2 separate regions of the Gossypium hirsutum genome follow, and region 1 is linked to region 2. Evidence: chromatin contacts called from public Hi-C data. All regions are on one chromosome and are shown on one strand. Each heading gives the region's core, a stretch centred on a gene start, on an enhancer-like site or on the middle of the called end of the contact. The rest is flanking DNA. Distances are from core to core; before and after follow the strand shown. Region 1 holds the start of LOC107904403 (DNA-directed RNA polymerase V subunit 7). Region 2 holds the start of LOC107904413 (NADPH:quinone oxidoreductase).

Region 1 (7,769 bases), core at 1,435-3,934, 320 kb after region 2:
TGTGAACATTCAGAAATAGCTTTGGGTATGAATGGAGTTGATACTTCCAGGAAAACCAGGAAGAAACACACATCATCTTTTTTATTACTCGTCAATTGCTACGACATTGGAAACTTCATTCTTTGAATGATTGTTAGATCAGCTATAAACCCTATTATGGCACAAGGGCCTGAGATGGATGCATGTGATGTATAAGGCTGCTTAGGTGGGCGAGTGTGGGAAGGAGACTTTAGGCAAATCAACTTGGACAAACAGCCGGAGCATAATGTGTTTGAACCAGCATACCATAATTGTGTTGCTTTCATTTCATATCTAGGGAAACAGGTAATATGCGACGGCATAACATGGGGTAATTCAACAGGTTGCTAACTGCACAATTGCAATACCTTGCAACACACTTCACAATTACAGAGCTCCTCTTATATGCGAAGCTAGTGAAGAAAAGTTTTGACACAGACACGATCCTTCAACCATTGATCCAAGGTATTAAAAAGGAGGCTGAACAATGCAACACTAAATTTATGAATATTGCAAATATACCATCACATCCATCACCTATAAGCGAGGAGTTTTACAAAAGCTATAAAACCAAGTTAACATCATAAGTTAGCCCTATAGTCGCAAAAACTACATGTTCCTAATACGTACATAGGTTGACCAAAGTCATATATTCAGGAAACTGGTCCTAAGTAGTCACCTTCCAAACTCACCAACGCCTGAAATTCCCTCTCGGCCTCCATCCATTTGGTCCCAATCACGATAAACCTAACGATCACATCTTTATCAATCTTTGAGTGTTTGTCGTTCATGAATATACCATTCTCCCCGGGCACATAGTGGTAGTCGGGCATTTTTATGTGAGACAAATATATGTTTTGGACTGGGCCACACCTCAAAAACACTCCATGTTTTAGTATCTTATGTACAACCCCTTGCAGAATCTCTCCTCTGTACATCTTGAATGTAATTCCGCTGAAGACAACAGGGAAAAGCACATCTCCTGAGTTCTGTCTAACTCTGCCCTCGCCAATGCTCTCTAGGGTTGTTACAGCCATGAAATATCCGAGATCCTTGGTGGCCTTCTTGCAAGCAAATTCATCCATAAGGCGGATCACTATTGCCTTTTTGAGCATCAAGCCTTTGGCATCCAAGCTGTCAGCAGGAATTATGACATTCCATGGCATCTGCACCTTGAGAAACATTCTGCAGAAAACAACATTAAAAACAAAAAAAAAACGAAACTCACAATGAAATTAATGTCCTTCAGAGCCAAAAAATGGTATACCAATCTAGAAGAATTCAAAAACTGAAAAAGGTTCACCTACAACTTAGTTTTCAACCACTTAAAACATTACCCAATTGTAATGAATAAACCCAACAATGCCCGTTTCACATCATCACTAATTCTCAATTCCATAAATACTGATAACACCAAACCGATAATCAAACATGAAGCAACAGAAAACAGATACTATGAATGGAAAACCATGCCATTTCCTTCAAAAGAAATTGAAATTTTCTAAACAAAACAAGGTGAGCAGATTCAGTAGGCTCAACGACCCACAACTCATAACTAAATTTTCATAGTCATTGACAAATCGGAACATTACCATTGAAATTCTTCACAAAACAAGGGAAACCCTTTTAAAAGCAAAGTAGTTCCAAACGAATGTGTATGATTAACAAACTCCCAGAGGTGTTATACCTACGTTGCTCTGACTCATCTCTTTTTTTGTTTGTGTGAATTATCCATGTTTGCCATACATCCGAACAAGGGTATGGGATCATAACCTCAAATGATCCTCCAAATGCAAGGGAAAAAATAAGAAAAAAAGTGAATATATCATGCATATATGGGTGTGGGGTTCTGAACCTCCAATGGTCCTCCAAATGCATGAAATATTTGAACATACTGTGTTGGACACGTACCATATCCGGCTATCACACTCGAGTCCAAGTAACATTGATCTAAACTATCATCATTACATTACATGCCCGATTAAACAACAACAATAGTGATAATCCATAAACACAAACGAAGGCAATTTTCTGATCCGCATCCACACATACTACCAGGCAGAATTCGTGATTAAATCCTGAATATAGAATCTCACCCAACTAATCAATCTTCTCTAAAGAAAAACATCAACTTAATTCAATACAGAAACCAAAACATAAACTCCATGTTAACATCCTCTTAATATTAAAACCCACAATTTTATCATTAAAAAAATTCAAGAAATGCAAAAAAAGAGAACTCAACTAGTCGAAATCACAAGCCATTCGGAAAACAATCAAAGAACAAGAAGAGAACCACCTTGAAAAACTTTTCATCTGTTCAATCGAACATGCAATAGAATCAGTCAAAGAAAAGCCCAATGGAAATCATATATCTCGAACTAAAAATGAAATACTTTAAAAAGAATCAAAATTAGGAGAACAAAAGATTCAGATCAAGACAAGGTAAGTGGATGAGGTTTATTTTGGTGAATAATATAACAAATATTGCAGATTAGAGGTGAAGCAAAACTAACCTGTAAAATAAACAAGGAAAGAGTGTGAGCTGCTAAAGAGTGAAACTGGTAATGACCTGTCAGGCTGCTGTGGACTTAAGAGTAGAAAGAAAAGAAAAAATGATCTTCCCTGCCCTAAAGCTCTAAATTGTTCGCCTAAAATTGGGTTTAATTTGTAAAACCGATAATGGACCTTGGACATGGGCCTTTTTTTAAAAGAATGTCACAAATTCCGGTCTACTGTATTTCTCTCTTTTTTTCTTTTTAGTCTGTAATTTTTTGTTTTTTATCGATTTAAAGCTTTTTGCTTTTTCCTTTGAAAATTCAAGTTAGAACTATAATTCAATCAGTTTATTCTTGATTCAACCCTACTATACGTAGATGTATAGTTACTCACGTATAGTTACCCATCAAAAAGTAATGAGGGTGTAATCAAGAGGTGACGTAAACGTCTTATTCTTGATGGGATTTGAATCCCTGACTTATATTATTGTTAAGGTAAATGATACCATTTGAGCTCCTTGAAAATGTCAGCCTGATTCCTCAACAAATCCATCTATGATTTGACAAAAAGAAATTGTCTATAATTTTTTTTCTACATTGCCAAACAATAATTTAAATAATAAAAATTAAAGTTCAATAAAAATAATGAGATGATTATTTCTTAATTTTCCTTTTTAACGTGGAGCTAATATTTTTAAGTTAAAAGGTATTAGATAGAAAGAAGGGTAAGTCTAAATTGCAACCGCAAATTTATTTATAGAAACGATGGGAAGTGTCACATGCATAACAAATAATACTGTGAACTATTTTGTAGCTGTCTTTTTCATCATGCCTATCGTATTTAAAAGAGTATAATCAAGAGATTTGTGCAAAGTCTACTAAAGCTTAATACTTTAATCAAATAATGTACAAGCCAACTAAATTTTTTTATTTATAATATATTTTTATTTTTAATTAGTATTAAAAATTCTCAATTACACCTCAACTTTAAATATAAATAGTTTAAATATGAAAATTAAGTTAATTTTTATTAGGTAAAAAGTAAGACCCAAGTTGAATTTTTAACTGAAATCGAGCTTAAGCTCTAGAAACAAAACTTGAATTTAAATTTAAATTCAAGTTTTACTCGAGTTTTTTTAGTGATCACATTTATCAACTTCTAATCAAATAAAAATTTCCGATAAATATCATAACTATCATAATAATATTCATTATATACCTTACAAAAAAAAGATTACATTCATAACCACAATCTAAATCATTTATTAGCATTCTACTTTATTCGCAAGGTCAACATAAAGGTTAATATAATTTTGAACCCTAAATTTAATTACTAGATCCATTTTAATATATATATTGATTTTAGTTCTTAAACTTGTCAATTAAGTTCACTTAATCCTAAAATATTTAAAATATATATAAAAATTTAATAATGTGATACTTTAAAACTATGCCACATCATTACTTAAAAAAGATTGAATCTAATGACATAACACAATTTTAAAATGCCGCGTTATCAAACTTTTACACTCTTTCAAATTTACTAATCAAAATAGATCCAAATACCAAAGTATCAAAATAAACTAAAAAAAAAGGTAAACATCAAAGTGGGCCAAAATTCTACTGAGGAAGCCACATGCTACTTACCAGAGCACTTTTAACTCGTTCCAAATCCATAAATGTCGAATACAAATGAGTCCGTACAGGTATGCAATTTTTTTTTCCTTTTAAAAAAAATCTATATATTTGAAAGCTAAAAATCTCAAACTCAAGTTTGAATGTATGGCGAGTATCTTAGGAAAAATGAAAGCCAGGTAACATAGCTCCAAAGGCTCAAAACAGCTGTACTTGGCCATGGTATGGTTTCCATCTCATATACACAACTCAAATGTGATTATGTAAACATACAAAGAGAACAGAGTGATTTAAAGATGCCATAAAGAAGGATGAAAGAAAATCCAGTTGTTTTCTCTTACAAGGGAGTGATGAACTTATATTTCACACAAACCGGCTGATGCATATTTGCCATTTTCTCCTACGTCAAGCCAGATTTCAAGTCAACGCTTTCTCCTACTTCAAGCCGATTCTGAGTCGAACTACAGCCTATGCAGAAGACTTGGGTATCTTATACTGCTTCTTGACAAACTGGGATGCCTCTGAATCAGCCCTGTGGCATAGTATTCTCAGTAGAGTCTGGTTATCAGCACCTAGTTTGCCACTTGAAGATCTCAAGTCCTCGACCAATTCTCGAGTCTGCAAATGATAAAGTCCAAAAATAAATAACATCATATCTCCAATAAATTTGAAAAATACTCGTTTGCAGGAAATCTAAAAGATAGTCCTTTGCAGGAAAAAGAAATGGATTAAAAATAAATAAACACTGAAACAGGAGATAAATGTAGTCACTATGGTCAGAATATTTTTATTTGTTATTAAACTACCAGGTAAGAATTTCTCATTTTCTTAGTCTTTCACCATAGTACTGGTAGCCTATGTTTCTAAATTTTTTCATTTTTCTTTAAGACCCTTGTCCGACATCTGTGCTCAACGGATATTGGACATGAATATGGGAAATATAACCCTCCAAAGACCATCCAAACACATGGAATGACTTCAAAAAAGTAAAACATACTCGTATGGGATACATGCTCGTATCAGGCACTCACCCGATATTAAGATAGCTAGTAGCAAATGTACCTCCCACCGTTTTGAAAAGGGAGATTTGAGACAATAATAGTCAAAGGCTGCATATCTTACCTCCAATCCGTGCAACTTTACAACAAGCCGAACACGAGCAACTTGATTTTCAACGACTCCTCGAGGAAGTCCATCACCTCCAGAAATAAAGAATTCCTAAGTAAACCAACATTAATGTGAATAGATCAGTGTCAAATTGCACAGAATAGAAAATGAAATTGAAGTAGTAAGTCCAATCAGTTTATAGCACCTTTCGCCAAAATTATTGTGATGGGAGGATTTTATTGCCAACATAAAAATGGTTCATCTAAAGGTCTAAGTTTTTCTAAACAAAAAAAGGCACTCAAATCAGGGGAGAAAAATATACAAACTTCTAATACTGCAAAATCTATGTTCAATATCATTAAAATCACATCACCATAACATTGTTAATTTGATTTAAGCAGCCAGTCTGATGATCACCTTTAAGATTTCCAGATCCTCTTCCAATAGCTTAGCATCAGTTGGGTAGAAAACTCGTGATGGGCCTCCGTCTAACAAAACCCTGAGTAAGCCTTCCTAAAAAAGAAACCATTTCAATAAATAGAAATTCAAGGAGCAGTTAAATTTTTTGGGAAGAAGCAGGTTTTGGGAAAGACCAGTGATGCTTGAAGAAGACTTGTCACTACCCGATCCCTAAGTGGCTCCACAATAATATCACATAGTTGGTTTAGCTCCTGCAGAAGTTTCAGCGACATTTCATCATCAATTATCATACATATTTAATAAACCTATATTATCACATCAATAAATCTATATAACAATTTCATAAAGAGCAAAACAAGCTGTTTCACTCACTCAAGCAAATTTTTTTTATTTTGAGGGAAAAAAGGACTTACCACATCAAGTGGTTCAATAACTGCTTCCAACCTAGATTGAGAAACACTAGGTTTATACAAGTTCTCAATAAATGGCTCCCTTAGATCCCAGAAAATAATTTTAGTTCCTGCAACAGGCAGAAAGCACTTAATCAGTGATTAATTCTGTGCCTTTAAAATAAAAAAAAATAGGTATTACCAGTAAACTCCCGAATGCGGTCAATAGCAGCATTTATATCTTTCCTGCTTCCATCAAAGGTGCCTTTTTGGGTTGAACATTTAGATTTATCATCCATGGATTTCCCTACACAAAAAGTGGGTAATTTCAGTCTGACAAGCAAAAGGTCAAACTGCTTCATTACTGAACAGTTAGACCAATTGAACATGTACAGATGGCAATTTTATATATAGCATGCAGATCTGTAAGAATTACAGTGGAAAAACTCCACCATGTGAGATATGGACGCTGGTCTATCCCCAAACAATAGCCAAAATCAAGAATTTCAACCATTTGAAAAACATTCCAATTTAGGCAGTAAGAAAATGCTTGTCAACTATTTGGGGAAGCAATCAATTCTCCAGATCATGTTTAGCCTACTATTTTTCTTTTCCATTTCCATTAGCTTTGAAAGTCAAAGCAGGCTAACCATTTCAACAAAATATATTAGTTGCACAAGGTAAAGATGCAAGAGCAACATGCATAGTCTTATTACTGAAATGGATGAAAATAGATCATGTTACTATGGACTTCAGATACATACTGATATAGATTTTTTCAATGGGCATTTTCCTTGTCCAGTGTTCCCAGATGCTATCTTCCAACTTGTTCAGTTGATTAATAGCATACTGCCAATAGCAAAAATTCAAGTCAGAACATATTCTGATAACAACACCAGCAAATAAGTCCCAAAATCAGACAGTACATGAAGGGAAACAGAGGGACCACGAGATTATGATTTTAGCACAACTTAAGGGATGACTTGGAAGGACATGATTATTGGTCAGGAAGAACATCTGATTTTGTTGGAGAAAAGCATCTTTCTAAAGCAAGACTTGAAAGATTGTGTTTTAAGCTCTCATTATTCTCTTTTTTCGGTCATGTTATCCATACTCTTGTTTTTTTGCTGAACAGAATTTTGTAATAATATTATAACACTATAATGTACATACAGTGACATAGCCAGGAAAAAAATTAAAATTTAAAATCAGTGGCATATATAGACATATATCAATCCACATAATCATTTTTATACATTGTATTATTAAAGAAGCTCCAAATGTTTTAAATATTCAAAAATTGAGTATATTATTTCAAGACTTCAAATAAAGAAAAAAAAATCTGGCTACAAGATAGTATTTCCTGCAATCATGCCTAAAAAATAATCATCCATGAAATTTTCAAGTTAATTGTGTATCATCTGAAAGCTACTTTTTCTATTTACGAATCACTTCCGAAAGCAAAAAGCAGAAAGCATAAGAAGCATATGGATTTTGAACATAATAGGCACATATTTTTGATAAGTTGGAAATAACAAATAATAACATACATACTAGAATGCCTGATTTTCTTTATTGCTGCAATTCACATTTTAATCAAAGTCACATGCATTTTCCTTTCTTTCTTTTTGTTTCCCTTCCGACAAAGTACGACCATATTCACAATACAAAGTACAAAGACCTTTGAAGGTTTTCTTGAAAT
Region 2 (7,378 bases), core at 3,665-6,164:
AGTTGATTTCATTGTGGGAAAAAATTCTTAGTTACACTAAAAAGAGAAAATTTAAATGAAAACGAAGGTATTTATTGCGCTGACCATGAAAAGTTACCACTTTTGGAATTATAAAAGTTTGACTTCCATTAAAGCACAGGCCAAAAGCAGCAACAATGCTTCTACTTACAAACAGCATCTCAACTTAAACCAAGTATTTTCATAGATTGGCTTAATTCTAGCAATGCTTTCATGCATGCTTCTATTTCGAAATCGACTGCATATGAACCCGAGAATCTAAAATGGTGACTGTCCGTAACATTCTTAACTATGGGCCACCCAGAGATCAAGGCTCCTGCCAAACACATTCCTCTTGCAGCAAGCATCCTCGATGCTATTAACCCAATTATTGAGCATGATTACGATAAGGAAAAACACCCAAGATGCAACCAATCCAAATTTATACATCCTTTCCCTTACATTAGGAGTGTACCTTTTATTCTTGAGACTGAAATTCTCGTTTTGAAACTGACTAAGAACACTTCTTTCGTTGTTGCAGGTCTCCAAATCATACCAATCATATGTTTCAGATGTTCTTCCAAGCTTGTACCTTGTGCTAGCAGGGAATGGTGGAGCAAGGCTTCCTTCGGTGCATGGTGTTAAGACATGTCCTTCCTCAGATAATCTGCCAATCTGCCTTGGGAACTCGGATGTTGTTGAGAGATTGAAATTGCAGCCTGCATCAATAGAGGTCAATTAGCGAGTGAAAGAAGGCTTGACAAATGTCACCTTAGAAACCAAAAATCACAAGACTAAATGCATAAACAGAATCTTTACCTCTTGGATGCTTTTGTTTAATTCACATTACTTTCCAACCATTGCTTTCAGTTATTTAAGTTTTAACCAAAGTTTGAAAACAGATCGAGGAAAATAGTGGCAGTATTCAGGTCAGCATCTTTTATAACCGAGAATTTTATGACTTAAACAAAGGCTTAGAAATAACCGACATCACACTGGCGAAGTGTATGACTTCACCAAATCGGTAGCTGTTTGAAAGGCAGTGGATAGTAACAATGGTCCAATGCATATTATTACTATTACTGGAACAGCAAATTCTTATCCATCATAAAAACAGTAAAACAATCAAGAAAAGCCTAAGTGACTCGATTACTCAGCACTTACCTCGGAGTTGCAGAGTAAAGGCTTGCAATGCAAGAAGAACTTTTTTCATTCTCTTCTTGGATGCTGGATCAATAAGGTTGCCATCACTATCAAACTTCGCTGGAGACTCATATGCATTCAAGAAAAACTCAGGTTTGTTTATAAAATGAAGATCAAGATAAACCCCAATCTGGCGATAATGATATTGTGCTCGCGCACCACCTAAGCTTCCTGCAACACTTACAATGGCAGCAGCTTTATTGGCAAAAACATTTGGTGATCGAGAAGCCCAGTCAATTGCATTCTTCAGGGGTCCTAGAATAGAGCAGATAACAATATAGTTTTAACAAGATTGTTTATGTAAAACTTTCAATGCTGACTTACAAATATCACATAAAAACAAAAAGGTCAAACCAGTTAATAAGCTTGTAACCACGTTAATGGGATGAAATCCAAAATTGGGAGAACAGACTAAACCATCTACAGTATTCAAAACCTGACATTTAATTGCCTTACACATGACAAAAGTACCCAACTGATTGGAGTTTCTAACCAAGCAAGGCAAGCAGCCTTCTATCAGCTTGCAGTGTAGAGTGGTTTCAAACTACGGGACCTCGAAAGGCTTACATCTAATCAAAATTCTTCACATATAAGAATTCCAAGGAAGTGAAATTAAATTTAGGGTGTTTATTCTACTGTTTGAGTATTTAATACTTTGAGGCACTCTTCTTAAGATGCATCATATTCACACTCCACCTATTCTGAACAGAAAAGAAAATCCAATAAACCTTATTCTGTGTTAAATAAGAGAAAATTCAATATACTCCAAACCAATTGATTACTGTGAAAAACATGAATAGATCCTTTTAAAATCAAGATAGACTAAAACATTTCACTCTTTACATCTTCAGCTAAAAAATTTTGAACTTTGTATTGATAAAATAAAATAAAATAAAATTTACGCCTTCTTCCACCTATGAAATTAAATGAACAATCACCCCAACCTCACATATACCATATTTTCAGCTCAAAAAAGATTCTCTATTTTACACTTTAATACACCCTGACTAACTCACAATTCCCCCACATTGTCAAAATTAAGCTTTTCTTTTTAGAACTTTTGATGAAATGTCAAAAGTGTTTCCAACTCGCCAAAATTAACATTCATGGTGACAACTTTGAACATTGTGGAGGAAGTTGTGCGTATATCATAGCATAAATTATAGAAAATTTAAATAAATGAAATCCCAAAATACTTTAGTGGCCAAGAAATACTTTTGAATGCTTAATACCAGTAACAGAGTAGTTGTACTCAGGGGAAGCAAATAGGATGCTATCAGCCGCCAAAATCCTCTGCCTGAAAGCCTCGACAACAGGCGGATACTTTCCATTAACCTCGAGGTCAGTGTTGAGCATAGGAAGCGGCGAAATGTCAATGTAATCAATCTGAATCCCATCAATCTCTTCCTTAGTTAGCTCCATTGCTGAAACAAAAAAACACAAAACCCAAATCAATATTTTTTTCCCAGAAACTAAAACAAGAATATTCCTTTAGACGTCAATAGCTGAAGGGAGTAAAAAAAACAAAAACCCAAAAGAGTATTTCCCAGAAACCAAAACAAGAACATCCATTTGGACGTCAATTTGCAAAAGAACCTTACCATAACGAAGTAAGCCTCTATTGTAAGAGCCTTCCCTTAAAGACCCACAAAGGGCAGCTACTTTGATCACTGGTTTCGCTGCTGCCATGGCTTCCATTGCTCTGTAATTTCTCAGAACTCTCTCCAGGCTTCTCCTCTGCTTGAGTGCGTAAGTTACTTGCTTGAGTATTGACTTGTTTTTTTTTTTTTTTGAAAAATAATAAATAGATGCCATTAAAGATGAAATATTAATCACAATCTCTACATGGGTGCCACGCGTGCGGCTCTCCTACATCTATCAGACGGTGGAGCAGCTCCTACTTAATGAGACAGCTGTATCCTACACACCTCCTATGGGACTTTAATCGACCGGTTCTAAAGAACCAACAGTGTTTGACTTGTTTGAATGTAGAGGAAGTGAAGGGTGAGAAAGGGATTGATCAGACGCAAATCTTTGGTGACTTGAGGTAGGTAGATAGAGAGATTTGTGACCGTCTGATTGAAACAATTTCTAAAAATATATCTTGTCATCTGTGCTTTCCAAAAGTAGGAGCGATGAAGTGTTTTTAAAAGTAATTATAATTATGTTAACCACTCATTCAATATCCTCCTCACAACCTCTTCTTTTTAACTACTTTTTTTTCAAGAATCATTAATATTTTTTTGTGATTATTTATATTTTTTCTAGGAATTATTTTTATTAAGAATTAAATATTATATTATCTAAGTTATATTTAATTTAAATAGATGTTTTGGATTTCATCTTCTCTTTTAGCTTTTAAGTATTTTTAGGAATTAAATATTATATTAAAATTAAAATTTATTATTAAATATACAGTCACTTAATTTTGGGTTATTAACAAATCAATCACATTAGTTTCATTTCAGTCATTCAACTTTTAAAAAAAATAAAACAGTCGCTAACATTATCAAAAAGTAACAAATCAATTATTTACTAATATTTTTTGTTATTGTCTTTACGAGATCACTGATGTGACAAATTAATTAGTTAATGTGACCAACTAACTTGTCACGTTGGGCAAGTAGTCAAAGGGTAAAAAAAAAAAGAAGATGATTAGTTAATGGTAAAAGAAAAATAAGAGAAATGTAGAAGAAGAAGAAAAAGAATAGGAGAGGAAAGGAAAGGAAAATAGGAGTAGCTTATCTCCATTACAAAAACAGACCATTGAACCTGGAGCTAGTTTTGCAAGATAAAGCCACATTGGACAAGCATCCAAGTCCCTTTGAAAGTCCTTTGAATAACCTGGAGCTTATCTCCATCAATTTGTGAAAGAGCAGATAAATACATGCAAACAAAACATACATATGGTTAAAAAAGAACTAGAAGAAAAAAACAAGAAAAAAAACTTGATTTGATGGCTGAATAAGTCCCTTTTTGCTCGTTTTCTTCTGATGATCTTTTATAGAGATGGACTTAACCAAACTTTCCTTCCTACCTTAATTACTGGCAATGACTAGCATAGATTCCTCATATGTGGCAGCTAGGGCAGAAGATACAGAGTTAAATGGCAGGCTTTCATCCAAGTTAGTTGTTGGAACCACCCCGGAATGTTTAGCTGTAGCTAATAACAACTTAGATGTTAAAGATTCAGTTCCAAGTTTTGGTTGTTGTACAGTGCTCCCCTGACAAGCATCCAAGTCCTTTTGAGCCTGAGATAAGCTAATCTTGCTAGCTAGAATTGAAGGTTTGAAGGACCTAACCTTTTCAACAGCAGAGAAGCTACTTGACAACGAGGAATCTACAACCTTTTCTCCAAGAGAAACAGTGATTGGCTTAACATTAACCTATACCGAACCATTGTTCTTTAAAGCCCAAAAAGCTAAACTTTTTTTTAATTGACATAGATAATGATTGAAAATACTGTTGACATAAAAAAGTGAGAAAAGGTTTGAGGGAGAAATAATAATAAAACAACACTATGAATTTGAGTTCAAGAGGAGTCTAATGGGAAGCGGAGTTGAATAAACATAGATTAGAGACTGAAGCTTCAAAAATTAGATGAGAGAATGTTGATTTTAGAATGGAGGATGAATGTGGGGGATAAGGATGACGATTCGTTACATTCAGTGTTTAGAGGATTCATTTGTAGAGATGCAGTATGGGATTGATTTGAAAAGTGGAGGCATCTCCATTTTTCTTCTTCTTCTTATTCTCCTCTTCCTCTTCTTCTTCTTCTTTTGTATAAACCCTAAATTGGTGCTAAAGGGGCTGTTAAAATTAGTGCTAACTGACCAGCTGAACGGTTAATGCCACCAAGCAATCCATCATCTATCATGTCATTTTACTGTTACATTTGTAATGAAAAACGGTTAAAATGGTTGTTTTATTATTTTTCTAAAGCTGAGTGACTGAAATAAAACTAATATAATTGATTTGTCAGTTACCCAAAATTAAGTGACTGTTGGTGTAATTTACCCTTATTTTAATAAAGTCCAACTGTTATCTTCAAAAAAAAATCCAATTAACATATAAATTTTTGAACATACTCATACTTGATTTAAGTTTTAAAAATTATTTTTATACAATAATTTTTTTATTTTAGAATATATTTTATTTTTAAATTACAATTATATGTTATTTTATTGTTCTCGCTTAAACAATCTAAAAAATTTATTAACAATAAATAATTTATCATTCAATTTATCTACAAAATAATTAATTAAATTACGCTCTATATATATTATAAATTATTCGTAATGAACTCAAGTGCAAAAAAATTCATCTATGTGAACTGCCACATGTACAAAGGCCGTTGAATCATCATTTATTAACTATCACATCAACAAATTGTTTATTTGACCAATTTTTTCAATTAAAATGCTCAATTAGATGTAAAAAATTTAAAAGGACTTAATTAATTTTTTAAAATATTTTTCTAGGATTTTATAAAAATAAATCCTAAATAAAAAAACACATAACAATTTTTTAACTTAATTGTAGAGTTGAAAAAACACCCATACTCACGAATAACAATCCATAAAAAGTAAAATACATAATTGAAAAATAGAACAAAGTTTGTTTCTTGAATGTTGAAACATTATTTCCTAAGTTATTTTCTAACATAATAAAATTTTCAACCCTTCCAAAATATAAGATGTATCTTATATCAAAAGTTGGATTACATTTTGTTTTCTCTATTAAAAATGGGTAAAGTAGTTTATATACGTTAAATTAAAGAGCAAACTATATGTTGTTAATATGAGAAATATTTTTTTAGAATAACAAATATCCACTTAATCATATGTCAAAACCTTAAATGTCTCAAATTAAAGAGTTAGTGAGTCGTGTCTGGTATTTGTGTGTAACTCCATTATCTCAAATGGTATCATATCTCACGATATAGTGTAAAAAATTCTTTTGTATATACATAATTAGCATCTATCATATAATATTTGAGTTCATGGTGCAAAAAATCCGTAACTTTAATTATAAAAAATTATATAAACTTGATTTTAAGAAAGAATTATACAAAGTTATAATTTTTTTATAATATGAAAATTAAGTAAAAAATAATATAAAATTTATAATATATAGAAAAATTATAAAGTGTCCTACAACTTTTATATAACAATATTTTTTTTCCATAAATTAGAATTTTTTTTTTTACAAATAAGTTAAATAAGCATATTACTTTGAAAATATATAGCATGTACATATAAATAAGTTTTGTTCATATTTATCGATCATAACTTTTTATAATTAAATATTTTATAACACTTTTATAACAATAATTTTTTTGAATTTTAACTTAAAAAATAATTAAATTTAAATAATATAATTTTTTATAATTTTATAAAATACACATACATTACTTTATAATATAATCTTTTAAGATTTATAATATAATAAATCATTGGCTATAACCATCCAAACACTTATGCATTTTTATGTATATAATATAAAAATTTATAACTTAAACTTGAATAAAACATTTAAATTGAATTTGGGTGTAATTAGGTGTGTAATTATTTCAATTCTTCCCCTCCCCTATAAATTGGGAAATATAATTGAGGTGCGCCAATTACATCCAATTCAGTAAAACTCACCAATTCTAATGGTTAACCAAACAATTATACCTAAATTCAATTATTAGACACCTTTATAAACAGTACCTAAAAGTTTCATTTGTTTTTACTATTACATTCCGACATAACTGACAGAACATATTTATCCATCTTAAGTCCAAAACCCCACATTTTAAATGAATCGGGCTTTATCACTGTTTATTATTAGGGTATTAACATAAAATAGTGCATATATTTCAAGTGGGCTGGGCCTAGAAAACCATTAATTCTCTCTTTGAACCCTGTCCGACACATGGTTCAACTTTTTGTTTTTTTGTGTTTGAAGTAAGTTTAACTTTATGGTTTTTGGAATCAGAATAGACTTGGAATTGATGGAAATATCGGTTCAAAGTAAGAGATTAGCGGTTCAAAGTAAGAGATTAGGTTGATTGGTTCGTAAATCAGTAAATATCGATTAAATTGATTAAAATTTCAATTGAACAGATGATTGAATAAGTTAATTTTTTTTTTTACTTTTTATAATTTTTTAATATTTTTTTATGGAATTAATT

The links. Hi-C and Micro-C count contacts between places; a contact is called where the count stands out from the background.
Region 1: a Hi-C map of leaf shows a contact between it and region 2, with 2.0 times the contacts expected there. The contact joins the promoter of LOC107904403 here to the promoter of LOC107904413 in region 2. A contact is called at or near these places in 3 of 34 Hi-C or Micro-C datasets (all in leaf).

The regions. Positions count from the first base shown.
Region 1 is chrA05:34,025,222-34,032,990 of Gossypium_hirsutum_v2.1, forward strand. LOC107904403 (DNA-directed RNA polymerase V subunit 7) reads right to left here and starts at 2,685. Exons shown (of 2, transcript XM_041112273.1): 1 at 2,535-2,685; 2 at 500-1,203. The coding sequence starts at 1,202. The coding sequence ends at 672. It overlaps LOC107904401 (protein unc-13 homolog), which reads right to left. Exons shown (of 26, transcript XM_041112275.1): 20 at 6,832-6,916; 21 at 6,270-6,374; 22 at 6,092-6,198; 23 at 5,852-5,929; 24 at 5,676-5,771; 25 at 5,274-5,369; 26 at 4,157-4,769. The coding sequence ends at 4,620.
Region 2 is chrA05:33,706,561-33,713,938 of Gossypium_hirsutum_v2.1, forward strand. LOC107904413 (NADPH:quinone oxidoreductase) reads right to left here and starts at 4,915. Exons shown (of 7, transcript XM_016830777.2): 1 at 4,503-4,915; 2 at 4,238-4,424; 3 at 3,965-4,050; 4 at 2,802-2,937; 5 at 2,433-2,624; 6 at 1,162-1,455; 7 at 51-716. The coding sequence starts at 4,003. The coding sequence ends at 304.